Linked DNA regions of Mus musculus: regions 1, 2 and 3 are each linked to region 4. A link is a contact called in public Hi-C and promoter capture Hi-C data. All regions are on one chromosome and are shown on one strand. Each heading gives the region's core, a stretch centred on a gene start, on an enhancer-like site or on the middle of the called end of the contact. The rest is flanking DNA. Distances are from core to core; before and after follow the strand shown.

Evidence for each region. Promoter capture Hi-C pulls out the DNA fragments that hold promoters and counts their contacts. Hi-C and Micro-C count contacts between places; a contact is called where the count stands out from the background. Capture Hi-C pulls out chosen DNA fragments and counts their contacts.
Region 1: a contact with region 4 is called in a Hi-C map of adipose-derived mesenchymal stem cells, with 2.1 times the contacts expected there. The contact joins the enhancer-like site here to the promoter of 4930522O17Rik in region 4. A contact is called at or near these places in 4 of 39 promoter capture datasets (the 3T3-L1 cell line, hematopoietic stem and progenitor cells, hippocampal neurons and 1 more), 3 of 484 Hi-C or Micro-C datasets (the G1E-ER4 cell line, Th1 cells and adipose-derived mesenchymal stem cells) and 1 of 115 datasets of contacts at active chromatin or transcription factors (bone marrow-derived macrophages).
Region 2: a promoter capture Hi-C map of adipose tissue shows a contact between it and region 4. The contact joins the promoter of Nipsnap3b here to the promoter of 4930522O17Rik in region 4. A contact is called at or near these places in 1 of 39 promoter capture datasets (hematopoietic stem and progenitor cells), 1 of 484 Hi-C or Micro-C datasets (the N1E-115 cell line) and 1 of 9 other capture datasets (adipose tissue).
Region 3: a promoter capture Hi-C map of liver shows a contact between it and region 4, with 4 times the contacts expected there. The contact joins the enhancer-like site here to the promoter of 4930522O17Rik in region 4. A contact is called at or near these places in 7 of 39 promoter capture datasets (the 3T3-L1 cell line, 3T3-L1-derived adipocytes, the C10 cell line and 3 more), 12 of 484 Hi-C or Micro-C datasets (the C2C12 cell line, the G1E-ER4 cell line, the HL-1 cell line and 7 more) and 1 of 9 other capture datasets (adipose tissue).

What each region holds. Positions count from the first base shown.
Region 1 is chr4:53,450,231-53,456,693 of GRCm38.p6, forward strand. The region is part of intron 1 of Slc44a1 (solute carrier family 44, member 1); the gene reads left to right. Among named protein-coding and RNA genes, the nearest start is that of Slc44a1, 13 kb to the left of the region's middle. Within about 2 kb of position 1,966, at least 85 of the 459 cell types and tissues checked have an H3K27ac peak or open chromatin away from gene starts, as enhancers often do. A contact at or near this core is called in the G1E-ER4 cell line and adipose-derived mesenchymal stem cells, where this site is marked.
Region 2 is chr4:53,010,500-53,016,473 of GRCm38.p6, forward strand. It overlaps Nipsnap3b (nipsnap homolog 3B), which reads left to right and starts at 1,381. Exons shown (of 6, transcript NM_025623.3): 1 at 1,381-1,548; 2 at 4,516-4,726. The coding sequence starts at 1,489.
Region 3 is chr4:53,102,020-53,108,463 of GRCm38.p6, forward strand. Abca1 (ATP-binding cassette, sub-family A (ABC1), member 1) reads right to left here. Exons shown (of 50, transcript NM_013454.3): 7 at 4,987-5,163. Among named protein-coding and RNA genes, the nearest start is that of Abca1, 55 kb to the right of the region's middle. Within about 2 kb of position 4,847, at least 28 of the 459 cell types and tissues checked have an H3K27ac peak or open chromatin away from gene starts, as enhancers often do. A contact at or near this core is called in adipose tissue, where this site is marked.
Region 4 is chr4:53,241,375-53,248,012 of GRCm38.p6, forward strand. 4930522O17Rik (RIKEN cDNA 4930522O17 gene) reads left to right here and starts at 4,822. Exons shown (of 3, transcript NR_040665.1): 1 at 4,822-5,035; 2 at 6,013-6,147.

The sequences.
Region 1 (6,463 bases), core at 716-3,215, 210 kb after region 4:
TATTTAGAATATCCCTACTATAGAAAGTGGTCTTTCTGCACGACAAATAAAGCTCTGTAATAAGTAGCATTTTGGAAATGGAAGTAAGCAGCTAATGTGTAAAAATGTTCAATTTCGTTATTACTCAGGCTGAAGGAGGGGCACCCCTTTATGCCAGTGACCTTGATATGAGTTAACAGAATACTATTAATTGCCTCTGTGGTTTTGACTCAAATAGACTTTATTGATTTGCTGAATAAATTGGAGTAACCCCCTTGGGGTACTGCTTGACAACCTGCACTAAACGCCGTTTCAGAAAGTCGTTGAACCCCCCTAGTAATCCAGAGTGGTCATGTGGTGTGCAGGGTTGCTACAGCGCTGGCATCAGTTGCTTATTTCTTTATTGTGGGTGAGTGTAGGCACGTGGAGGTCAGAGACAAGCTGTGGCAGTCAGTCCTCCATACCATGGTGGGCTCCTCAGATTGAAGTCAGGGTGTCAGGCTTGGTGGCAGGTGCCTTCATCTGCTGAGCTATCATGTGGGTCCTGTTGTGTTATTTATAACAGCCAAGGAGTTCAGGTTTAACTATTATATTTCTGATAACAAACTTTTCTTCCTTTTTAAAATATAAAATCCATTTGCTATTTGGTATATCGGACTTGGCCACTGCCCGCTAAATCCTCCCTTAGTGGGTAAGTGGCGGCTGGCCTGCTTCCAAGGTTTTCATCCCTCCTCTGAGAGGCTGTGGGGACCAGGGGATTGAGCACCATTAAGTACCGGAAGGAGCGTGGGAGCTGCCAGCCGACAGGCTTGGGTTTCAGTCCCAAGACCAGGTCACTCATTTGGGCCGACTTCTTAGGTCATTGGTACCTTGGTTTCACCAGGAGTAAATGGAAACAACTTCTTGGGCTTATATCAAACTATACAAATGATTAAAAAAAAAATAACAACAAAAAAACAATTCAGGAGTTTCCATAGTAATGTAAACTGAAAAGCCTCCAGTCACCCATGCTCCCATTAAAAAGGCAGGCTCTGGTTTGAGACTTTCGAATATGAACAATGGATCCAATAATATTCCAATAATACCGGGGATGAGTGCTAAGAGTAAAATAGGTAATAGTACTAGGTAGGTTGGTACTTCGCAGGTGAACAGTTGGCTTCCTGAACATGACTTTTCACCTGGCCTGGATTGAGGCAGAATGAGATGTAGAGAAGGGAGAAGGAAGAAAGATCAGTAGTGGAGAGGATGTGTGGGCCAGCGCTGAGAGAGCCGTGACTTACTGCATGTCAGTATGGTCAGAGATGACCAGGGAGGGGGCTCGTGTGTGAATGGATGGGAAATGGGCAGCCACAAGGTATTCACAAAGACCTGCCAACTGTGTATTTGAGCTTATGGGGGAGAGATGCAAGGCAGAGGCTGCAGAGGAAACCGAAGAGACCTTGTGGAGTTGGAGAAAAAATTTCCTGCCTGAATGTGGACTTGAAGGGTAATGCAGAGGGATAGGACATGTTTCGATCGGCATTCAGAACTCCTGTGCACTGGCATGAGGCAGTTGTGATTGATAGCTTGGGAACTGATGGGGCTGGTAAGTGGGGAGAGGAAGGACAATTGAATTTTGTTTGGGTTCAGTAGAAGTGATGCTGTTCTTGGTGCCTCCGGCTAGTGCATCTAGTTAACTGATGGTTTTGCAACGAGCTTTACTTCATGAGCAGGGAGGAGCTTCAAGTATGGGTGATTGCCAGGGGGCAGGGGAAGGCACTCTTAGTGCAGTCAGTGACTTGGAGAGGAAAGGTTTGTGTTGGGAGACAGAGATCATGCTGGGGGAAGGCACAGAGTCTGGGGCAACTCCCTTTTGCCACAAACAATGCAATAGCTTGGTTATACAGTGATGGGTCCAGAAGCAGAGATTGAAATCTGGAAGCAAGGCGCTCTATAGCCATCAACGATCCACCCTTAGTGACTCACCCTCAATAACCAGTCTGCCAAGCAGGCTCCACAGCCTTTCAGAATAGCACCACCCTGTGGGGACCAGGTATTCAGATGATTAGAGGGCCCGGGTTACACATTTCCTATTCTCAGACCTAAGGTGGGTACCTGAGTTAGCTGCAATTTATAGATGGAACAGGCTCAAGAAATGTTGGGTAGCTATCCCAGTACCACCCAGTAGTATAAAACCAAGTCAGTTCTGAGGGCATTTCCTGTTCCTTTATCTTCCCCTTACTTTTTATCAAGAATTGCTATGTTAGGCGGTGGGATGGCTGGACCTTAGATACATCATTCTTGTTAAGTGAGTTCAGAGATTAAGTGAAAATGTGGGGAGAGGGCACTGAGAGCAGGTAAAGGGACCCTGGGAACAATGTCCTGACACACATGGTGTGAGGAGAGAAGGAACACCTGTAGATTGTCTTCTGGGCTCCAGTCAGGTGCTGGGCACCCCCCCATACATTTAAATTATGTTACATATTAACTTTTTAAAAGCATATGTTGGGTAATGTATAAAAACTTGGAGCAGTGTCAGTGTGAGTGCTTTTTATGAAGCTTGAGAGCCAGTGACTGCATTGCCCCCTGGCCTGCCTGTGTTTCCCTCTGAGAACTTAGGTCTAAGAAAGTTTATCATGGAAGTAGGTTTGTTAATATGACTGTGATTTTATCTTTCCCCCAGAACTCACTGGTTCTTTCTATCCTCTGTGTGTGTGTGTGTGTGTGTGTGTGTGTTATACCTTATTGGTTTGTTTGTGTTTTGAGACAGTTGACAGTGATCAATACGATTTTGTTAGGAAGTTTTGGAAACGATAGCTTAAGAAGGCACTTCATTTTAAAAGTGAGTGGGATTCCAGTTTGGTGGGACTTTAAACCTTTGTAAAATACAGTTTAATTTGAGCGAGTAAAACAGGGACAAGTGGAGACAATTGTTTCTCTTGTGTTGCTAAGCGGCAACAGAGCCTTCTCGGTGCTGCTACTTTGTGTTAGCTCTTGCCGGGTAGGGTTGCTCATAGTCTGTCTGTCTCACTTAAAGATACAAATTACTTCTGCGAGAGTACCCTGATCACTGCCTAAAGCCTGCGCTCCTGAAGCCTGGGGGCTTTGGGAGGCTTGTGCAGTGCTCCTCTGCAGAGGCATTTGCCAACAGAAAAGGTGAGAACTCAGTACCACCTCTGCCTTCCTTCTCTTTGCCCACCTTGAGGAGTCAGAGTACTTGCAAACATGCTGAAAGGTCATTCCCACCCCCTCACCTCCCCCCCCCCCCCCTCTCCCCCATGTCCAGGAGGGAATTTGCTTCCCTGGCCTGCACTGGTCTTATCTATCTTGTAAATACCTTTCTATTTACATCATCCATCCTGAATCTTCTCCTTAAGGATTTATGTCCTGCAGAGTTCACTTTGAAAAGCCTGGTTGAGATGTTGCTTTTCAATTCCTTGATCCTGAGTGACAACAAAGATGGGTGTGGTAAAGCAATGAGGAAATTGTTGGAGGGGCTGGAGTGATGGCTCAGTGGTTAAGGGCACTGGTTAGTCTTATGGAGAATGCACATGGAATGCAGCTGATACCATCTGTATGTAACTCCAGCTCCTGGAGATCCAATGACCTTTCCTCCAAGGGCACTGTACGTATACATATGGTACACAGGCATACACGCAAGCAAAACACATGTATACATAAAATCGTAAAAAAAAAAAATCTTTAAAAGAAGAAATTTGTTTGTTGGGTCAGGTAACAGCTTCCCTCCCCTAATACAGGGATTTTTAAAGTCTGAGCACATTAAACGTGCCACCACTTAAGTTCTTCTCTCCTTTTCCTCTCCATTCCTCTTTCCTGTTAGTTTTCTTATTTTGTTCTGCTGTTTTTTTTGAGACAGGGTTCTCTTTGTATATCCTTGGCCATCCTGGGCTCTGTAGACTAGACTGGCTTTGAACTCAGAGATCCATCTGCCTCTGCCTCCCAAGTGCTGGGATTAAAGGCCTGTGCCACCATGTCAGACAAAAACTTTTTTTTTTCTGTTTTTAAATTTTATTATTTTAATTTTATATGTATAGATATTTAGCCATGCAGTATGTCCGTGTGCCACATGCATGCTTGCTAACCAGTGAACACAGAAAAAGGTGCTTGATCCCCTGGGACTGGAGTTACAAATGATATGTGGTTGCTGGGAATTGAGCCCAGGTCCTCTGGAAGAGCAGTCAGTGCTCTTAACCACTGAGCCATCTCTCCAGCCCTCAGTTTTCACTTTTAAACGTGTGAGGGCAGAGAACCACCTTCAGGAGTTGTCGGGCTTCCATGGTGAGTGTTCTTAACCACGTGAACTCTCGCCAGCCCTCTCTTCCTCACTCTGGCCTTGAGTTCACAGTGCTTCTGTGTGTTGGGGTGAAGGCATGACCCTACCTTCATTGTTTCTTACTTGGGTGATTTGGGGTTTCCAGCTTGAGTTCAGTGTACTTCATTGACCAAAATATCTTTGAAGGAAGAATTAAAGCGGGGCGAGGGGGGTATGGTTGAGAGCTCATGGTTTTAGAGCAGTGGTTATGAACCCATGGGCCTTGACCTCTTGGGGAGTCACATATCATATGCTACATGTCAGATATTTACATTATGATCCATAACTAGGAAAATTACAGTTACGAAGTAGCAGTGGAATCATTTTTATTTGTTTTGGTGTTTTGAGACAGGGTTTCTCTGTGTAGCCCTGTCTGTTCTGGAGCTCACACTGTAGACCAGGCTGGCCTCGAGTTCAGCATCTAAAGGTGTGCACCACCAGGTCTACCTTCTATGAAATAATTTTATGATTGTGGTCATGAGGAACTGTATAAAGGGTCACAGCATTAGGAAGGTTGAGAACCACTGTTTTAGAGGGCCAGTCCCCATGGCTGCTAGAGCTTTGTTGCTGGCCCTGATTCTGTTGACGCCATTAGCCAGATACAGTGGGAAGCAGCCGTCAGCCTACAAGTGGGCCAGAGTTGTATGTGTGTATGTATGTATGTGTTTGGAAATGAAAACATCCATAGACTATCTCAGTACACGTAACCATTCCTGAATGCCGTTAAAGGGGATACAGTGGAGGGAGGCGGGACCTTTTGTCCCTGAGCTGAATCTCTTTCTTATCATAGACAGTCAACATCGTTCTGGTGTGTGTATGCAGGAGGGACCAGGTTGGAGAGGAAGGGGTGCGGGATACCTTGCCTCAAAAAAAAAAAAAAATTTAAATTTAAAAAAGAGAAAAGGGAAAATTTGTTATTGTTAACTACTCTGGTTGCCTTTGCTGCTTTTATCCATTTGACCGAATCACAGATCTCTGTCTTGTCACTACCAAGAGCTCAACTGCTCATGTCATGGTCCCTAAGTCTCTTGCTTACTGGGTACAGTACCTGCTTAATGATCCCTAGCCATGGAACCACAGAATCCAGGAGTCCAGTGTTTCATATCACTTTTTACACTGGATACCACCTTTCTACCTTCCTGCCACCTCCCACTCAGACAATGTCTTCACTCTCCTGCCTGTGTTTATACCTTGCCTGCTTCCAGGTATATATTAGGTGATTTGTAACCAAATATAAATATTTTTAGGACTTAGGTGAATAATCAAGAGGTGAGTGTTGGTAGACGTGGTGTAGATGGAAGCAGAGATGTACCGGGTGCCCAAGCTTCACCTAGCAACAGTGTCTGGGCATGGCGCTTATTCAGAGAAAGTCATCACATAGAAGTTTTCTACAGGAATCAAACACTGGCTGGTGCTAACAGAGTTAGCAGTGAGGTAGCCATGACTTTTATATCATGTCTCCTAAATGAGTTTGGTTCAGGCTCTGCATAAATTCTTGTAGCCAGTGAGAAGTGACTGCTTCTTGATGGAGCAGCCAGCTCCTTTTCCAGTTATTAGAAACCCTTGTCACATGGCTGAGCGTATGTCCTTGTAACTTTATTGTTGGCCCTGATTTTTGCCACACAGAATGACAAACTGAAACCAGCCTTGAATGTTTGCCAAGTTTTATGTGTATGTCTCTTTGTATTTTAAATGTAAAAACCTGTCATATAAAAAAAGTCATGTTTCTACAGTTTTTGTGGTTCTAGACGACTCCTTTTTCTTTATGATCTGTTTAAAAAATTGCATAGCAATGTTAATATGTATATTATCTGTATTTGAAAAGACTATATATGTACACATTTTAAAGCACTAAACATTTTTAGTGTTTGTCATTTATTTTTAAGTATTTTAAGTACAGTAGAGCATCCTGAAGCTGGAGTTACCTGACATGGGTTGTGAAGAGGTGAGTCACCTGACATGGGTGCTGGAACAGCCATCTAAGTGCTTGCCATTTAAAACAAGAAAAGTGGCCTCTCTTTTCCATCTTCTGCTCTCCCGAGGCCACCACTCTGAGTCCTTTGGGTCAGTTCTTTCTCTGTCTCTAGCATGCATGTGCGATGGATGGCCCCTTACTTCTTCAGTTCCCAGCACCAGTTCCCCCTCTGGGAGATGAAGACTGAGCCCTTCCAA
Region 2 (5,974 bases), core at 131-2,630, 230 kb before region 4:
TTGCCGGCAGAATAGACGGGGCCATGAGAGGGGAGAAGAGACAGGGGGGAAGAAATGAGGGGGCGGGAGAGAGAAGGCAAGGGGACAAAGAGAGAAGCCAAGAGGAGAACCAAACAAGATAGCATCTAGCCAAGATAGCTGAGGTTCTATAGGAAAGGGGAGGTGGGGGGAGGGCAGTGAAGCTCGGGGCTGGGGTGGTTTAAAGGATTTGGGATGAGAAGTGCTAAGGAGCCAGGCCAGTGTGTGTTTTTAATGTTAAGACAGCCCTGTTAGCCGTTGGTCCCAGGTTTCTCTGAGACCTTACCCTGTAGACCAGAGGTGTGTGCATACTCCAAAGCAGTCTACTGACTGCACCCAAAGCTTCTGGCTACTTGGATGCTAAAAGCTGTATCTTACCTTCATTGTTCATAAAAGGACGGAACAAAGGACAATACTATCAGGACTTGTGACGATTTAGTTAATAAAAGGCATAGATGTCATATTCTAGTTAAGTTGTTGCAAATACATCAAAAATCCCTTTCATGTTCACCACCGCTTGGAATGTCTTACGTACACCTTAAATTGCCATTTAATACCTAAAGAAGCACGCCTGTTTTTCAATAACTTACCTCTATAGTTTGATGATATTTGTTCAGTGTAACTTGTTTTTAGAGCTATGTGTATTTGCTAAGCATAAAATCGTTAGGAGTTTAAAGGCTAACAGGATTTCCAAGTTTATGACGCTAAAACGGTTTTAATCTCTGATGACCAGTAAATAATATAGCTTAGTGTACATTAGTAAATTGGCCAAGAGGCGATTTTCAGGGAAATCATTGCGATTATTTAGCTATTTAATGTTTGTGAACAGTGGACCCAATGAAAGCAGTGTATTTAAAAATGGTTTCTAAATCTTAGTTGGAAAGTCATGAAACCTAGAATATGCTTCACAGAGAACACAAACACGCGCTAGAAAAATATAAATTGTAATTGAAGTTTTTCTGAGGGCCAAAAATCAGAGGCCGTCAGAGGTCAGCTTTCGCATCACACAAAATTATTTCAATCTTCACCTGTGACTCTCAGGCCCTCGGACCCACTCTTCTGGGTTCCAGGAAAATTATCCCATCTTTGTTCGGAGACTCCCAGGCCATGCTGGGGATGGGGTTTGGAGTTGCAATGGGGATGCAGAATACTCTGTGATACAGGAGAAGGCTCGCTGATGGTTGCTACAAGTTCACCCCACCCCAAGAAGCATCCACGCCACGCCCTACATTCTGGAGTGTTAGAACCATACAGAAGAGGTAATGCCCCGGGATGGGGAACAGAACCGCGGACTGCTTTGTGTCCGCACCCTCTGAGCCTCTTGCGCCTGCGGGGAAGGGCGGAGCCACGCCGCCGAGCCACGCCCAGTCCAGCAGGGACCCAATCGAAGTTGGCCCGCGCACCAGGAAGCGAGGAGAGCGCGTATCCGAGCGCCCGGCGGCGGTCTTCCTGCGCGCTCAGGACCGCACCATGCTCGCGCTCCGAAGCGGCCTAAGGACAGCGCTGGCCCCGCGGGTTCTGACGCCTCAGGTAGGGGCCGCGGGGGCGTGCGAGAATCCCGCGCAGGGAGGTGGAACTGTCCTTAGGTGGTGTAGAAACGGGGATCAGGGAGGTGGGTGCGGTCTGTGGGGAGAGCGAGCTTAGCCTAGGGAGGTGGGCGGGGCGTGTGTCGGGCACGAGCAGCCTTGGGAGGTGGGCGGGGTTCGTGGTGCGCGTGATGACGACGCTGCGAGGTGGGCGGGTCTGCAGTGCGGAGAACGGGCCGTATTCTGGGAACTGGGCGGAGCCTGCCTAGTGGAGGCCGGGGGTGGGCGGGGCCTTGCTCTAAGGGGCAGTGCCGGGAGGTGGGCGGGGTCTGCAGTGAGAGTTGTCCTTCGGAGGTAGGTGGGTTTGTGGGGCAGGAACCAGCAACACTGTGAAGTGGGTGGGGTCTGGAGCGTGAGTAGACCCCTGGTCGGTCCAGCCAATGCCCGGTTCAATCGGTACCCAATATTTCGTGAGTCCAGGGTGAACCCACTTGTCAGGTTGCCTCCCTGGACAATGGACAGAGACCTTTCCTTGACACCGGGTGTCCCCGAAGCCCTGAGCATTGTGTTCTTGCAGTCATCACCATCGTGACTGCCACTCATTGAGGGTTTACAGTTCCTGCCTGGTTCAAAAGCCAGGCTTTATGGAGTTCAGGGTAAACCTGGGAGCATCCCGCCCTGCAACTCAGGGTCTGGAGATCTTAAGGGGAGCATGGCTTTGGAGCCTGCTGAAACTGGTTGTGCCTGAGATGGGACTTTCATAAAAAGGAGGACACCTACCAGCCTCAGCTGTTGACCCAGGGCTATTTGTGACTTGAACACCGAAGTTCTTGACTTACTTTGTTTAGGAAGAGCATTAAGAGCTGTCTAGAGACAGACTTTGTGTCGAACACTAAAGAGCATAGTATTCATATGGCCGCTGTCCTCTCTGTCTTCCTAGTATGGTTGACAAAAAGCTCTAATTTGGAGATAGGAGCAAGCAGATTTCTACCCTGGCACTGTTTGTCCCAGCCCTGCAACAGAAAATTACCTCACCCCTTAACAAACACCTTTCAATACAGATTTCTTTAATGCATATTTTCTGTGTGAAAGATTATAGTAAAAGTATCTTTGATCAATAATTTATTTCTGTTCTATCAATACAAATTCCTCGAATCATTCTAAAAGATTGTTATAAGTCTGCCATGTTTCCTTTTTGATCTGGTAAGTTTTTACAAGTTTAGATTATTTTTCTGTGTTTGTGCACCGTGTACATGCCTGGTGTTTGAGGAGGTCAGAAGACAATGGCTTCTCTGGGACTGGAGTTACAAACCATTGAGAGCCTGAATGGGTACTGGAAGTGGAACCTGGGTTCTGCAAGAGCAACAAGTGCAGTCAACCACTGAGCCAACTCTCCAGCTTTTATTATATATTTTAAACTACAAGTATGAAGCAGTTATTTAGAGTGTGATTATAAACAAAAAAAAAGCATTCCTGCCACACCCAGGAACACCTGCAGTGTGTTTTATAGGAAGCTTAGTTATTTGAGACAATAGAAACATAACTCATAATAATTGTGAATGAAATGAGATACTTGGGTGATTATATTAACCCTGTACACAGGAAAAAAATCATATATTATTATGTCTTCTAGACAAAAATAGAGTTAAGGCATTTTGCTTTCATTAGTCCTACAGATGAACAAGGTAAGCACTAATTTTGTCATAGCTTTACTTTCCAAAGTGGTTTTGAATATTCTTCTCATTTAATCACTTTCAGAAAGTGGATCCATGCTAACTCAACCCAGTTAGGAAGGTGCTATAAACAAGAATGCCGTGTGTGTGTGTGTGTGTGTGTGTGTGTGTGTGTGTGTGTGTGTGTGTATGTATGTGTGTAACCATACACAGGGTCATCAGTGGTAGGGTGCTTTCTAGCAGTTATTAAACTACAACATGAAGATTTTCATACAAAGCATATGGCTGTTAAAGGATATTTCCATCAACCTGATACACTTGGGTGCATTAAATGCCCTACTTTGAATTGCATCTTTCTTTTCAAACTGAGGAGACTCCTGCAGATGTCCAGGCATAACAGTGAACCTGCAAAGAAATGAGAATAAGAACTTGGTTCAGATTGACATTGTCGACCTGGATTAGACCCTGGGGATTCTAATGCCAGGCAGTTCCTTGTAAGCATATTTAACACAGTACAGTTTGGGGGAAAGTACAGCCATTTCCATTCCAGGTTTCCAGACAATAGTCACCAATTCCAGGTTTGACTATATAGAAACTCCTTTGCAAAGTACATGTGACCCTGGGGGTAGGTTCTATAGTTTAGGGGCCTAGAATCTAGTGTGGTCTCTGACTAATAGCATAGAGGTCAGCAGGTGATAAAGTACCCGTGACATCTCCTCTAAGGATGGGTTAACCGGAGCTAAAGGCAACAGCCTAAGAGGGAAAGTCTGGAGTAACCATTCTGGGGAATTTGGGTGAGGTCTGCTTCTATAGCAAAAGGTGGGTGAGGCCTGCCACCACTGAGAGCAGAAAGGTCTCTAGATTCTCAACAATATCCACTCCTAGCCTTCGGGGCAGGAAAACAGGTAATCACTCCATTGAGGAGAGGCCCCTGAGCGAGTGGTTAACATTCCTGGTTCCCTAATGCTCTGTGGATACAATGCCTCTGAGCCCCAACATGAGACTAATGTTTCTGAGCACGTCTGTCTCCTTGAATTCTCCCTTTTCGGCTATTATACAGCCATCCACTATATTACAGAGCAAACCGGCTAGGGAGAGTCACTCTTCTTACCACACTTGCAAGCAGTTACCTTTATTGGTATCTCTGTCTATAAAGAGTTGACAGGAGAAATAGAAATATGAACTATGTATCGACTTTGTGTCCCTTGTTTCCAGGCTCAAATATATTGTAACTATATATATTGTAACAGCATGATATATCTTTTCCAAAATATTTCAGTGTCCCCTGTCTTTTTTAGGTATGTTCACCTTTTGCTACAGGCCCCAGGCAAAGCAATGGCACATTCTATGAATTCCGCACCTATTTTCTCAAGCCCTCAAAGACAAATGAGTTCCTGGAAAATTTTAAGAACAGTGTTCACCTTCGGACAGCTCACTCTGAAATGATTGGCTATTGGACTGTAGAATTTGGAGGCAGAACGAACAGAGTTTTCCATATTTGGAAGTATGGTATGAGTCACCCACCTTCTGCTTCATGCAAATGCTCATGGCTAAGTAGTCTATGGAGCCTGTTTCTTCAGTCTGTGTTACTGTACATACACATGGGTTACAGAAAATATTTTGAATGCAGTATAGTAAATTTTACCCATTATTTAGTGGCCACTTTGTATCAACCACTTGCTTAGACTCTGAGGTTAATATGTATGGGAATGTATTGTCTCATGAATCTCTAATGTGATGAACTAACTTTAATTCTCAGTTTTAGAATGGTTTGTTGGAAAAAAAATCTTTTGTAAAATTAAAATCTGTACTTGCAAAAGTCCAAGTGTGTGGAGAATACAAAATGAAAGTATCCTAGAGCTTGGTATTGATGTTTTGGTTATTACTTTAATAATTCTCATATTTAGAGACTTTGAGAGGATATCTGACCATCAGCTTTTAAGTTTCTCAACTCTAAGATTTAATGATTTTGTTATACTTAGCAATCACTTTTGTTTAAGTTCTTCAGAGTTTCAAAGTCACTGTCTTGTTCTATAATGGAGATAGAGGCAGAGGAATTGAGAATGTCCTCGTGCTACAGAACAAGTGTGAAGAATCTGTGAACTTTCTTACTCTGGTGTCTGGTCTTCCCAGCCTATGTCAAGGCCTGAGGGTGCCTAAGGAACCCGTAATCATTTCATTTTGGGCTTCTCCATCAGTGTTCAAAACAATGTTCCAAAACTGCTTTACTATAAAAAGTATTCATTCTGTCCCTAGCATGGCACAGTTTGGGACTTTTCCATGTTATAGTAGATCAGGTCTCATTAAAATTAATATAGACTTCAGATGCAATACCAGTTAAAACAAGACCCATTGAGAGAACTAACAAGAGTGTGAGAATCAATACCATTTTGTTTACCGTAAGGAGAACAGGCTCGATGGGTACATCTTCCTTTCACTTATGTTGAAATTTGCCCAAGGTCTATCTTGATCACATCACATCATTACCAAAGTATTTCTCTCTCAACTGGCCCTGTCAGGTGGGTGTTTCAGTCGAGTAAGAAGATTGCACATATATTCAGTTCACAGTGCTGAAGTCTCTTCTAAACCCTCTTCATGGGCTCGTTTAATCCACAAACATGATGGTTGATGTTATCTTATTTCCCCATATCACAGACTGAGAAACATATAGTAACTTAATTCCTTACACGGTTAAGTGGTAGAACCTGTGGAGCCCATTCAGTGAGTGTCTTAGTCAGGGTTTGTATTCCTGCACAA
Region 3 (6,444 bases), core at 3,597-6,096, 140 kb before region 4:
TGGGTCCCAATACCTACATGGCAACTCACAAGCCTGGGTAACCCCAGTCCCAGGGGATCCAATGCCCTTTTCTGGCCTTTATGGCACCAGGCATGCGCATGGTCCACATGAAGACATAAACATAAAACACCCATACGCACAAAATAAAATAAAAAATAAAATTTGGAGGGAAAAAAACAGCTTTAAACTGAAAACAAGTCAGCAATGTACCACAGGCAAGAATTATCCTAATCAATCAGTCTCTAATATTTCCATGATATTTATGGCCATCCCACTTGGAATGTACCCAACCCAACGGAGTCTAATATTTCCATGACAATAAAGCTTTCCTTTGAGGAACATTTTAATATTTTTATTAAAATGGGGAATGATTAACCTCATGTCTAAAGGAGGCATTAACATATAAAAATAAGTTAAATATTTAGTTTTATATTAAATGTGTTTCATACCTTAAAATGTTTCATGTTTATGGTGCTTCTAAATATAGTTCAATACACTTATTAGCATAATTTAGAAGAAAACAAAAACAAGCCTTTACCTTAAAAGCCACAGCATTTCTCCAGAGCAAACATAGTATAATTAAGACACACGTGTTTGGGCAGAGTTGAGCAGTCATGTTAGCAAAACACTACGATATTCACCAATTTATCCCTCAGTTTGTACAGATGAGCACACGGCCTGAGAGTAAATCGTCACAGCTTGTCACTGCACCACATACCAAATGATAAGAGCCACCGTGGCTTAGAGACAAAGGCATACCGTGCAAGCAGCTAGACGGTAAAGCCAGTTCATGAAAAACTTTCCACAAATGTTCAAGTCTTACAAGCAACAATTCCTCCCTACAAAAACCTACATAAAAATTCTCCTCTACAAAAGCCTACAATAAATAAATAAATGCTGCAAGCAAGGTCGGCGTGTGACATGCTAAAGTACTGAACCCTTAAAAATCCTAAGCAGAGCTGAGTCAATGGCTCAGTGGTTAAAAGTGCTCATGACAGAAGCATGAGAACCAGAGGTCAGATCCCAGAACCCACACAGATATCATGTGGGCATGGCAGCCTGCCTGTAACCCCAGCCTTGGAAGGGAGAGATGAGGGCCCCCCCAAAGCAAGATGTCTAATGAGACAAGTCATGCCGACCCTTCTTCACTGAATAAAGTGCAGAAGAATGACTCCCAGCATCTATTTCTGACCTACATGCACACATATGTATGCCTACACACATACACATGTACCCACCTTCATACAAATATGTACGCATGCCTGTGCGGGCACATGTGCGCGCGCGTACACATACACACACACACACACACACACACACACACACACACACACACACAGAGCAAATGAAGAAAAGGTCACCAAGCAGAAGATAATATCAAGCCCCATATGTCCTTTTGAGTGTTTGTCTACAGAAATTAAGAACAAGCCCAGATCTTCCAGATAAGGTAACTCCATTCGCCCATTACTCATTTGCGCCTTGGAGGGCAGACAGCCCAGCTGTGAGGTTTCTGGTCTTCCAGAAACCACAGGCCCCCTAATATAAGAACCAAATTCTGCCGTGGTAGGAACACATAGCATGAAACACAAGACATTTGAAGAGAGTTCTTCATTCCATAGAGACAGGATTCTCCCTTTTAGGCAGATGGTATTCTTAGAGGTCAAGATGACCTAATAAGCGTAGTCATGCGAGCTATATCCAAGGTGTTGCTGACATGAGACAAATCTGTGGTCCTTCCTTCCAACCTCAAGATTCAGACACCATTCCCACACTACTGAGACGACAGTGAGACGGGACCAGAGCCCCAATCTATCTAGGGCAAGTATCACTTCACCCCAGAACCTGGAAAGAAGTCCTTAAATGTACTGCCTCCACCTTTTATTTTTCCTTTACATCCCGGTCTTAACAATACACAGTGAATATTCAGGATTACCAGCATGTCCATGACCTCCGTTATATTTATCCTAGAGACAGACAGGGTTCCATCAATCAATCTACCCTTGTACTAACTGGAAAAACACCTTTTTGAGAACCTCAACTAAGTAGGGTTCCTAGAACAATTCTGACGTACAGCACTGTTCAGCAAGTGAGTTAGTCTGGAGGTTGGTGTGTAGTTGGTGAGTTTTGTTTGGGGTTTATGTCCAGATCTAGACAAAAAAAAATATCATTATGCACTGAATATATTCTCCAGGATTGCTTTGTTTATTCTGCTTCTGCTTCTTAACACTGAACTACAAAATGAAACATCTGCCTTACCAGCAACTGTTTTTAACATGCAATTTTTATTATTTATGTCAATTAAACTATCAGCTTCTACTTGTTGAGCATCTAGTATGCACCGGCCTCTTGATATATCTACATAGAGATATTAAAAACAAATAATCATAATAAATGATAAACTATATTATCTCTATATAAAATAAAAGGAAATGGAGGCTTGTAGAATCTAAGATTTTGTTTTCCTAAGTCAATGACATCTATAAAAAGCTGAGCCAATGTTTGAACCCAGATCTCATTGACCTCAAATCATGGTCTTCTAACTCTGCCACACTGCCCCATGTTATCCAGACGCTATTACCCTAACCACCTAGAGGAGAACCAGGAGAAAGTCACAATATTTTTGGCTGAAAAATGGGGAAATACCCACACCTAAAATAATAACAATACAAGTGGAAAATATTTCAAAACATGTCTCTTATGATGAGCCCTTTTTGTTACAGAAATGGCACATTAACAGAACAGTCTTCTCCCATGCTAATTGGGTCACGCATCTGGCTGTTGTCCTCAAAGTTCTTGGCACAATTAACTGTCCATCAGCACGATTCAGCACAAGTCACATACACACACACACACACACACACACACACACACACTGACCGTGACAAATTAAAATTTCATCAGAGTAGCAAGAGAAAAAGTGTGCTTATTATAAACCAAGCACCAGTCCCAGTATTCCAATTAAAGCACTGCTTAATTCAGTAAGTAACATCACAGAATGTTTGAAAGACATCCCATCCCAGAGGCAGCTTCCAAAACATTTTCACATAGCACAATCCTGATCACTCACTATCGTCTTCAAGAGCCCCCATGTTCTGACTTTATGAGCGACGGTTCCCAGCAGAAGCGAAGGGGCAGAAGCAGAATTCCACTCTCTACACCCAGGAGACATGCAGGGGGTACACTGAAGCCATCTAAATTGAACCTACTAATCTACAAGGCCACAACAGGACGGGATGTCACATGGCTGACTGGTTTAAAGGTATAGTTCCTTGGTGTTGGAAACCCTCCCAAAGGGGAAGATTTTCAAGTCGAAATCTGAGCTGTTAACAGACAGATGATGAGGGCCATGGTGGTACTCTGCCAGGCAGTGGTGGCGCACACCTTTAATCCCAGCACTCGGGAGGCAGAGGCAGGCAGATTTCTGAGTTCGAGGCCAGCCTGGTCTACAAAGTGAGTTCCAGGACAGCCAGGGCTATACAGAGAAACCCTGTCTCAAAAAACCAAAAAGAAAAAAGAAAAAAGGAAAAAGAAAGCAGTTCAGATACTCTGCAGGAGAAAGGATTTATTGGGCTGTAAACACTACAGGTGTTCAATGATTAAACGGGAATGAAATCAAATAAATGGGCACCAGAATCAATTACTGTCTCTTCTTAAATAACTCATATTTCCTAAACTTGAAGGCTAAGTGTTTACCTCTGTATCTTATAGTGATAAGTGGGCAAAGCAGTCCCCAAACACAATTTCATATCACACCTTTCACGACATTTGTAAGGACCTTGACCCTTTGTGTCTCACAAAACGTCAAGCGCAGAGATTGGCAGCAGTACACTTATCTAACTATGCAGTGCTATTGCTCAGAGCACTACAAACATCTCCAATAAAGAAATACATCTCACTTGAAACTACAGTGATAAAGGCAATAACCAATGGACTCACAGGCCACCAAAGCAAGCACTTGGTAGCTTTAAAAACCTGAAACATAATGAATTACTTTAGGAGTGAGAAAACATTAGGCTGGGCACAAAAATTGGCATGTGTGCACTCCACAAAAGCACCTAGAAGAAGCTTGTCATTTGGCCACCCCCTATTCTTCCCACAACAGCTGCAGAGTTGAAACATGTATAAGAACTTCTCCCGGGTCAGTTCAGAGAGTCTACTCTGAGATGTTTCTAAAACCCACATGATCTAGGCTTGGAATGCTGATGGAAACTGACCGTCTTAGGACCGCATAGGAATGTATGGTTCCCTTACTGAAAGCCAGCTTCACAGAGTTTGACATGATTACAGCATCATCTTGGTATAATGAAGAACACATGTCTTCAGAGAACCTACTGACACAACAGCTCTCCCTGGTACACAGAAAAGCAGAGTGCTGGCTACTGCAGATGCTACTGGAGTCATTTTGACAAAGATCTCAGAAAACTCACAGATCTCTATTGCAGAATTTCTATAACCAACCCTGATAATCAATACACGAGGGCTCACTTGCATTCCTCGGTTATGGTTTGTTTTGTATGTCTTTCTAATACATTTTTGTCATTGTTTGAGCTAATTATTTTTATGTGGTCTTACCCAATCCCAATGTTTTATTATCTAACACAATCTCCCTCTTCTACTGGTTTTAAAAACACTAATAAGTAGCCATTTCCCCATTAATCATTTCAAGACATTTTCTTAAACCTGGCCGGGGGGAGGGCGGTCTTTCTTCAAATGGACTCTTCCTCAGAAATATATTTTTTTAAAAAAACATGAAAGATGGATCTTTTCTGGTTGAAACCAGCACCAGAGACCTTGAGCCTGGACTCTGCCACACCCAGAACATTCTTCTCCAAGTCACCCTTGGGAAATGGACTGAAATTTGAAAGAACACCCAGAGTATGACTGGGCTAAATTATATCACCAAGTTCCAGCCAGGCCCAAGTTTCTACAAAAACAAGATGTGCAGTCCAGGAAAAGATTTCTCATTCTCAAACCTTCAGCACTCACCACAACTGGCTTCAGGATGTCCATGTTGTAGCGCAGTACTCTCTCGGCTGCATCGAGCTTCTTCCTCGGTAGACCACAGAGGGCAGAAACTTCCGCATCACCAAGCTGAATAATTTCTTCTAATTTTGATCCGTTACACAGACTGGCCAAATGTAATTGGTAGCCTTGCAAAAATACCTGGAAGGGTTGGATGTAAACAGAGCTGTGAAAAAATTATCAGGATGGAAGGCTGGCTCCCAGACACTTTGGGGGGAGTGTAACCTCAGTACATCTTGGAAGAGCTGAAGCAAAGCACTACTGCAGTCACCCATGGAGGAAAGAACCTTGGGATGAATCGGACACAGTCAGCCATGTTCCAACACTGCATGCTGACTCAATGCATCCCACTCTCTTGTCCCAATAGCACCGGGAAATCCTTAAGGCAAGTCTTTTTCTCAACGCGACTGGAACACATGACTCAGCTAATGGAAACCCAGAGTCTAAACCCCTGGAACTATGAGAGGAAGGTTATGCTAACTCTTCCAGAAATGTATTGATATTGGACGCTGAAATTAGGCTGCCTCATGGAAACAATTATACCGTGAATCTGTAGGTTTAGATACTTGACAAATGCATAAAGCTATGTTTAAGGAACATCACAATTGTGAGTGTTTTGTTTTACTTGCCCCCAAGAAGAATACGGAAAAGTGGGCCTCTATCAACTCAACTGTAAAGTACTTCTACGTCATCCTCACCTGTTCTTCATAGCAAACCCCAGGAAACTCTCTTTGGCCATACGCTCCTACCTAGCTACCCTTCCTAGGTTTAAATAAGTAGTGCTTTTTCATACCTGAGTCTCACTGTCCAGCAGAGAGAGACCTCTGCAATAATATGGGGCTGCCTTGGTTTACAAGGCTCGTACCTGTGTCTATAACCCTAGAACAGTATTTGTTGAATGGATGGCTTATTACAATATTACCAACCCCTCTATCAGCTTAACTGAACGCAGTCCATTCTGGTCACAGAAACCTGTAGAGCATCGCAAGGGGCGAAACCAAAGCCTCTCAACTCCCATGCAGTTTCGCAAACAGTGAAGGGAATCTGCGCCACCATGTCGTCCACTCGCCTGTCACTGACTGCCAGATACTCAAGTACACTCCAAGCTTGCTCCTGCCATAAGTCCTTGTCACCATGCTGTGGTGAAGAACCCCTAAGACACTGAAACTCAAATTACCATGCAAAGACCTTCCCTGGATGCCTCTTAGTTTAAACTGATGGCATGCAACAGATATGAAATTGGCAGGGGGCAATGGAAATTATGCTAAATGAAATGATTTCGAAAGTCTGCTGCCTCTGGCCCACCTCCCAGCCACACAATTGGTAAACACAAGACATATTTTCCCAGTTTCATAAGAGCATGCAGTAAGCACATTTTCTTTTTTCTAACTTGGAAAATTTTCAGCCATGTGAAGCAAAGCC
Region 4 (6,638 bases), core at 3,572-6,071:
TATGCCTCCAGCAAGAAGTACAGGACTCACATCTGGTTAAATCACCTTTGTATGACTTCTGAATGTAGCTGTGGAATAGTAATGACCACCGCTTGGTAGTTACTGAAAAAAAAAAAAAAAAAAAAAAAAGAACCTAAGGGGCTGGAGAGGTTAAGAGCACTGGCTGCTCTACTAGAGGTCCTGAGTTCAATTCCCAGCAACCCCATGGTGGTTCATAACTATCTATAATGAGATCTGGTGCCCTTTTCTGGCTATGCAGGCAGAATACTGTATATATAATAAACAAATCTAAAAAAAAGAAAAACCCTTTGGGAATGAATGAATGAATGAATTCAGTTTCATGGCTCGTCTCTGCACAGGTCACTTAGCCACCTAAGCCTCAGTTATTTTATATGTACATTGATAAAACTTGTTCTCCCTTTGCAGATAAGTGCTTGTAGATGTCCTGCGGGGTAGCTGGCTTTCTCACAAACTGAAAGAATAGTTTTCACGATGAAGTAAACTATGGGCTAGAAAGCTCCTGCATCTGAGACAGAGTTTACTCTTGTAATGGGTCATGTTGAGAATGGTACAGTGCTGGGCCTGTAACAGATGCTGGATAAATGTCAGGTCAGTGAACAGTGTCAGCCAGAAACTCGTCAAGTCTAACCTTTAAAAACATTCCTCAGGCACACTGTTGATAATTTTAAAAGATAGAACAAAATTTAAATGTCAATTAACAAGGTCGGTAAGTAACTCTGGCACATCCACACCCTACATAGATTAGGAAATAAAATGGAATGATTTGTCACATCTGTAGATGAAATCACCAAGGGGAAACAATGACAACTGCTACAGTCTGAGTGTGACCTCCTGAGGGTCACATGTCAGAAAACTGATCCCAGTGGCAGCACTATGGTGGTGAAACTTTTAAGAAATGGATCCCCGGGGGTAGGGGGTGACAGTGAGAGCACTGGAGTACAGCTCTCAGAAGATTGATGATGGTCTCAAGGAATTGATGAGGTCTCACAAGAATGGGCCATCAAACAAGTTTGGCTACGCCAACTATCTTCCTCCTCCCTTTCCTCCTCCTCCTCTTCTTCCCCTTCATCTCTGTGATGCTGTCTACCATTACCCCACATACCAGCATCATGTTCTTCCATCTCTATGTGCTAGGGACTAGAGTATCAATAAGGTGTGCTCCCTACAGGCCTGAGAAGTAGCCTTACAAACAACAAACAGGTAAAAGAGACAACTAAGCAAAACATAACATACACTTGCATGCATGTGTGCGAGCATGCATGTTATGTGACACACACATATAGATGATACGAACAGACATTAAAAATATACTTTAGGGGTTTCAACTCCTGCCTAAATGTTTGAAAAGGGCCTCATGGAAGAATGGCCATTAAACTGCCTTTTTGTGTTACAAATAGTAACTCACTACTTAGAGATGACATTTCTAAGCTGGAACATCATGTTCTCAAGGCCACAAAAGCTCTGATGACCAAACCAGCTGTAGACAACAGCAGAAGAAGATATGCAAGGAGGTGCTATGTGGTAGTCCAATCCTATATTTAAAACAATTGCTGTAGAGACAAGGGGAATAGAATAGAATATGGAGGTATTCCACCAGAAAATAGCATGTGCCCAGAGCAGCAAGAGTCTGAACCAAAGGACTGGAGAGGACAAGAGCATCCCAGACCCAGGGGCGAGACAGACACAGAGGGCTCCTTTCTGGGTTCTTTGTGGCTGCTGGTTTGCTTCGTTGTCTGAACTGAGCTATGTATATTCGAGGCCATGTTCCAGTATCTTTGTCTTTCTTGATGGCACAGTATCTTACGGTGGTACAGTGAATGTTAAATCAGTGTTTCTGAGTGGATAAATGAAGGGTGGGGGGTGAAGGAGCTGCAGAATATGGCCACAGACTTTGTAGCTCCAGTACCAGCATGGTTGGCTGAATAAGTAATATATGATGAAGAGCAGTTTGGGGGGGAGGGAGGGAAAACATTTGAGGCACATTTCAGATGTGCTGAGCATTAAGGGCCTGTGGGAGGACCCAGTAGCTGTTGGGTATCTAGGGTTAGAACACTAGGGAGAAGTGTGGGCCAGAAAATAGGTAAAGAGTAACAGAAGGGTGTGCTATGGAAAATGAGTTGGAAAAATTACATCTCATTTGTATTCATAGAAATTTGGACCTCATCATAGATATTATCTAATATGCATGTATATGTACATATGTATCATATCTATCATTAATTTATCAATATTCTTGCGCGCACCAGACTGGCCAGCAGTAACGACGCTGCAACAGGATCCTTCTGCACACGTTTATTGGGAGAGCTTGATTGCAGAGGTGAAGAGACCCCGAGCCCAGAACTGGTGCTGCTTATATAGGCCTAGGAGAGGCGTGTCTCACACCCGCATTGGTTATGCACTAAGCCTCATTTGCATGTTCCTCATCTGATTGGCTATTCTCTCTCTATACCTCACAGAGCCTCATTATCATACCTCATTTGCATGTCTCACATCTGATTGGTTATACTCTCAAAGCCTCATTATCATGCCCGGGCCAGGCAGTGTCTTTGCAAAAAACTTTACTGCATATGTACACATTGGTTGTTTGTCCAAACTTAGGCCTGGTGGCCAGCAGTAGTCAGTGCCACTCTGCAACGGCACATGTGGCTTCCCACAAATATATCATTTGTCTATAGTCTATCATGTATCTATCATCATTCTCTCTGTCTATCATCTATTATCTATCAATTGCTTATCTATCTATCATTATCATCTATCATGTATTAATCAATCTACCTACCTACTATTATCTATTAATCTATCATCTACCAATCTATCATCTCTCAATTTATCTATCATCTATCTATCTATCTATCTATCTATCTATCATCTATCTATCTATCTATCTATCTATCTATCATCTATCCATCTCTCCTCACTTTCTGATTTTATCTCTCTCTTCTCTGTATTTCTTTTTCACCTACCTGTGTTCTTCCCCCTGTTTTGACCTAAGTACTAGTTCAACTTGAACTCCTCGTTCCTTTGGCAAGGCTTCTGTAATTGGTTCTTCCTGTTCAGACTCTGGAAGACTTGCAGTCATTCCTCCTCCCATTCCTCTGTCCTTTGCATTTCATGTTTTCCAAATGGTTAAGAAACCCACACAGGGGGCTGAAGAAATGGCTCAGTGGTAAAGAACACTGGCTGCTCTTCCAGAGGACTCAGGTTCAATTCCCAGCCCCACATGACAGCTCACAACTGTCTCTAACTCTAATTTCAGATGATCCAATACCCTTACATGGATATACATGTAGTACACCAGTGCACATATAATATACATAGATAAATAGATAAATACCCACACAGAGTGGTACAAGAACTGTATCCATGTTATAAGGGTTAAAAATCATGACATGTCTAGAGAAGCAAGACACACATTCTGAATATTTGTGTACAGAAACAAAAGAACTAATGTTTTACAGGCTACTTCTCTGCTCTCCCAAGCAGATACAAAATTAGCCCTCACCCCACCCCTTCAAATACCCACAGAGATTTCAGCTTTGATAGACAAATGATGTGATTTAACCTTGCCGTTACAGGGTTTCCTCACAATTCTCTTGCTCAGAAAAGTAAATATGACCTTCCATCTGCTAAAGGCCATTTTATTTCAGCAAGATAAAATTGCCTTAATAAATGTATTCCACTGTGCCTCAGATCATCCCTTGGTAGCAAAAAGAAGAGATAGACAGCCATTTTTAATTTTATTAGGCAAACCTAACCAAAAAGTTGCCAAATAGTAATGTAGGCTTGCATATAGGCTTGCAAGAATAGCATTTCAGAACTTAGAAGCTGAATGCCTGGTGCTATACATTGCCTCCTAACCCAGGCTGCCTTTTGTCTTTTCTTAAGCAACTGCCAGGCCATGAGAATAATCTCACAAGAAACCTTTGATTAGAAGAGAGGGGAAATCTTAAGAACGTGCACAGGCAGACCTAGGACTCCAAGCTCACATGTAGCAGATGTGCAGCTTGACCTTCACGTGGGTCCTGAACAACTGGTGGTGGCATGGCTATCCCCCAAACCCGTTGCTTGTCTATGGGATATGTTCTTCTAGCTGGGCTGCCTTGTCTGGTCTCAGTGGAAGAGGAAGCACCTAGCCTGGCAGAGACCTGAAGTGCCTAGGGGTTGGGGGAGGGCACCCAAAGGGGGTGCCCAGCCACTCAGAGGAGAAAGGGAGGGGGAAGGGGAAGAAAAGATGAAATGGAAAAAATAAAAGAATCTTAAGTTTTTTTCCAAAGCATTTAAACCATCCCTGATTAGGAAGCCAAGGCCCGTGATAGGTTAAGTGCCAAAGTCATACAGATATGGAGAGGCGGAGCTGGGAGTGAGCCCAGATCTTTTGGTTCACTTTGCAAAAATTGTGGCCACTGCTATTTTTAGAAGATAGCAATAATGTCTAACATTCAGTGGAATGTAGTAAACTGTCAAACACCATTAAACCATGGGAGCCCAACTTGAATCCAGATCTGTGAGAGTAAGACTGATTAAGACCAGGTTTTGTGTTGTGTGGAGATACGCGTGTTCACAAGTACTGCCCAGAATGTCCCAGAGTTTCATTACCGGGAGGAACGTTATTGCATGTCTTTTTTAGTTCCCTCCCCAACCCCAACACACAGAGATACAGCCTTTGTCTGACTGACACTGTGGAAGAAACTGTACTCAGAGAGCAGCGCATCTTATGTTAGGGCTGTTGAACCTCACTCTTGGGTCTTCTATTCGATATAGAGGCTCTCGTGGTCCGGAAGCAGTGCCCTGGAAGGACTTAAGAAGAATCCGGAAGAAAGGTCGGCAGCTCCATGAACTGCCAGTCCCACTCCTGTGGTTCATACCCACAGCTGTAACCTATCTAGTTTTATTTTTCTCAGATCTCACGAGATACCAAGCCAATTCTGAGAAGTACTCCAGTGTGTGTAAAAGATAATGCTGAATGGAGTCTTTTCGATGAGCGAGTCCGTATCTGCCAGTTCCTGGGCCACAGGTCTTGTCTGGATGGATCTAAGGGCTGACTATGAAGAGTGTCCATCACAGTTTTTAGCTAGTTCCTGGAAAGATCATGTGCTTACAGCCTCTGAAACCCTGGCTCTCTACCAACCGAAGCTCAACAGTTTTGAGAGGCAGTTAGCTTAGTTTAAAAATTAAGCGAAGTCGGCTGATAGAACTAAGAAAAACTGATGGCTCATAATCACAAGATCCAAAAAAAAAAACACGTTTTATTCCCTCCTCTTGGCTCAGACTTTCTTTAGAGCCATTAGTGTACCCGGAGCAGGACTGAGAACAATGTTCAGTGTGTGTATAAATGAGTAACTGCTCACAAGAGGCCTAATGTCACTGAGTGGGAATTAAAATTAGTCCCTTTTCTGTGCGGCTTGAGAGCCTTTGATGTGCTTTTTCTCAAGCAGACTAGTTCCAGGGTTTCACACCTACACAGTTCAGAATGTCTACATGAGGATAATGATAAATGCTGGAAACGCTGGCAATGACTTTGAGACATTGTGAACAAGATTAATTCCATGGGTTGATACACTTAAAGTGGTTAAAATAACAAACTTTGTTATATGTGTTTATTCCAACTCAAAATATGGAATATGCTAGAGGCCATTGAATTATATACTTTAAGCAGGTGAATTATATGGTGTGCTAATTATATATTAATAAAGCTTCTTTAGGAAAATGCATATGAAACCTTAGAAACTAGTCCCAAAATATCATTTTATAGCTGAGGGAATCAAGACCCGGAGATGGGATGGGACTCCACAAGGTTGTATATATTTTTTTCTTGTCAAAAAAGACTTAATTTTAATTTGATATCATGTATATACTTTGCCACAAGAAAAAAATATTTCATTTTGTATTTTGCCATAGAGACTGTGGAAACTCATTGCATCTTGATAAATCTCAGTGAATAAAATTATAAAATGTGACTGACTTATTCCCATTTCCTTGATACCCTGACAGCTAAAGATGTCTTGAAAAGGAAACAGCTGAATAATTCATTTTCTAATAATGAACTGTGGAGCAACTTGAAATCTAAGACCAAGGAGAGAAATCACAGTTCCCAAAGGAAAGGAAAAGGCTTGCAGGCTATACCAGGTAAGCTGTAACTTAGCCCTCATTTGGGCTTTTCACCAAGATCCCGCAAGGCTTTGACCTTCAGCCCGTTGTCAGATGGAATTCATTAGACCCAAAATGGTGTGGTCTGGAAAGAGGTCAAACACAGCCAGTGAGCACCTTACCTCAGTTCTCATACACTGAGGAGTGAATGGGTTAACTGAGGAACTAAAGAAACATCCTTCATAATTCTGCTTAAAGGCATTCATGTGGAAAAATAAAACGGAATAGGAAGGCGTTCGTTTGCTTTGGTTTTTGTTTTAAAATGTGTGTGTAGGTGTTCACTGGTGTGTGTGTGTGTGTGTGTGTGTGTGTGTGTGTGTGTGTGTGTAACTGTGAAGGCTGCAAGAGGGCATTGGATCCTCTGGAGTTGCAGTTAAAGGCTGTTAACTACTAGAGTTACTAGAATGGGTGCTGGAAACCAAACATGAGTCCTCTGAAGAAGCAACAAGAGTCCTTAACCACTGAGCCAT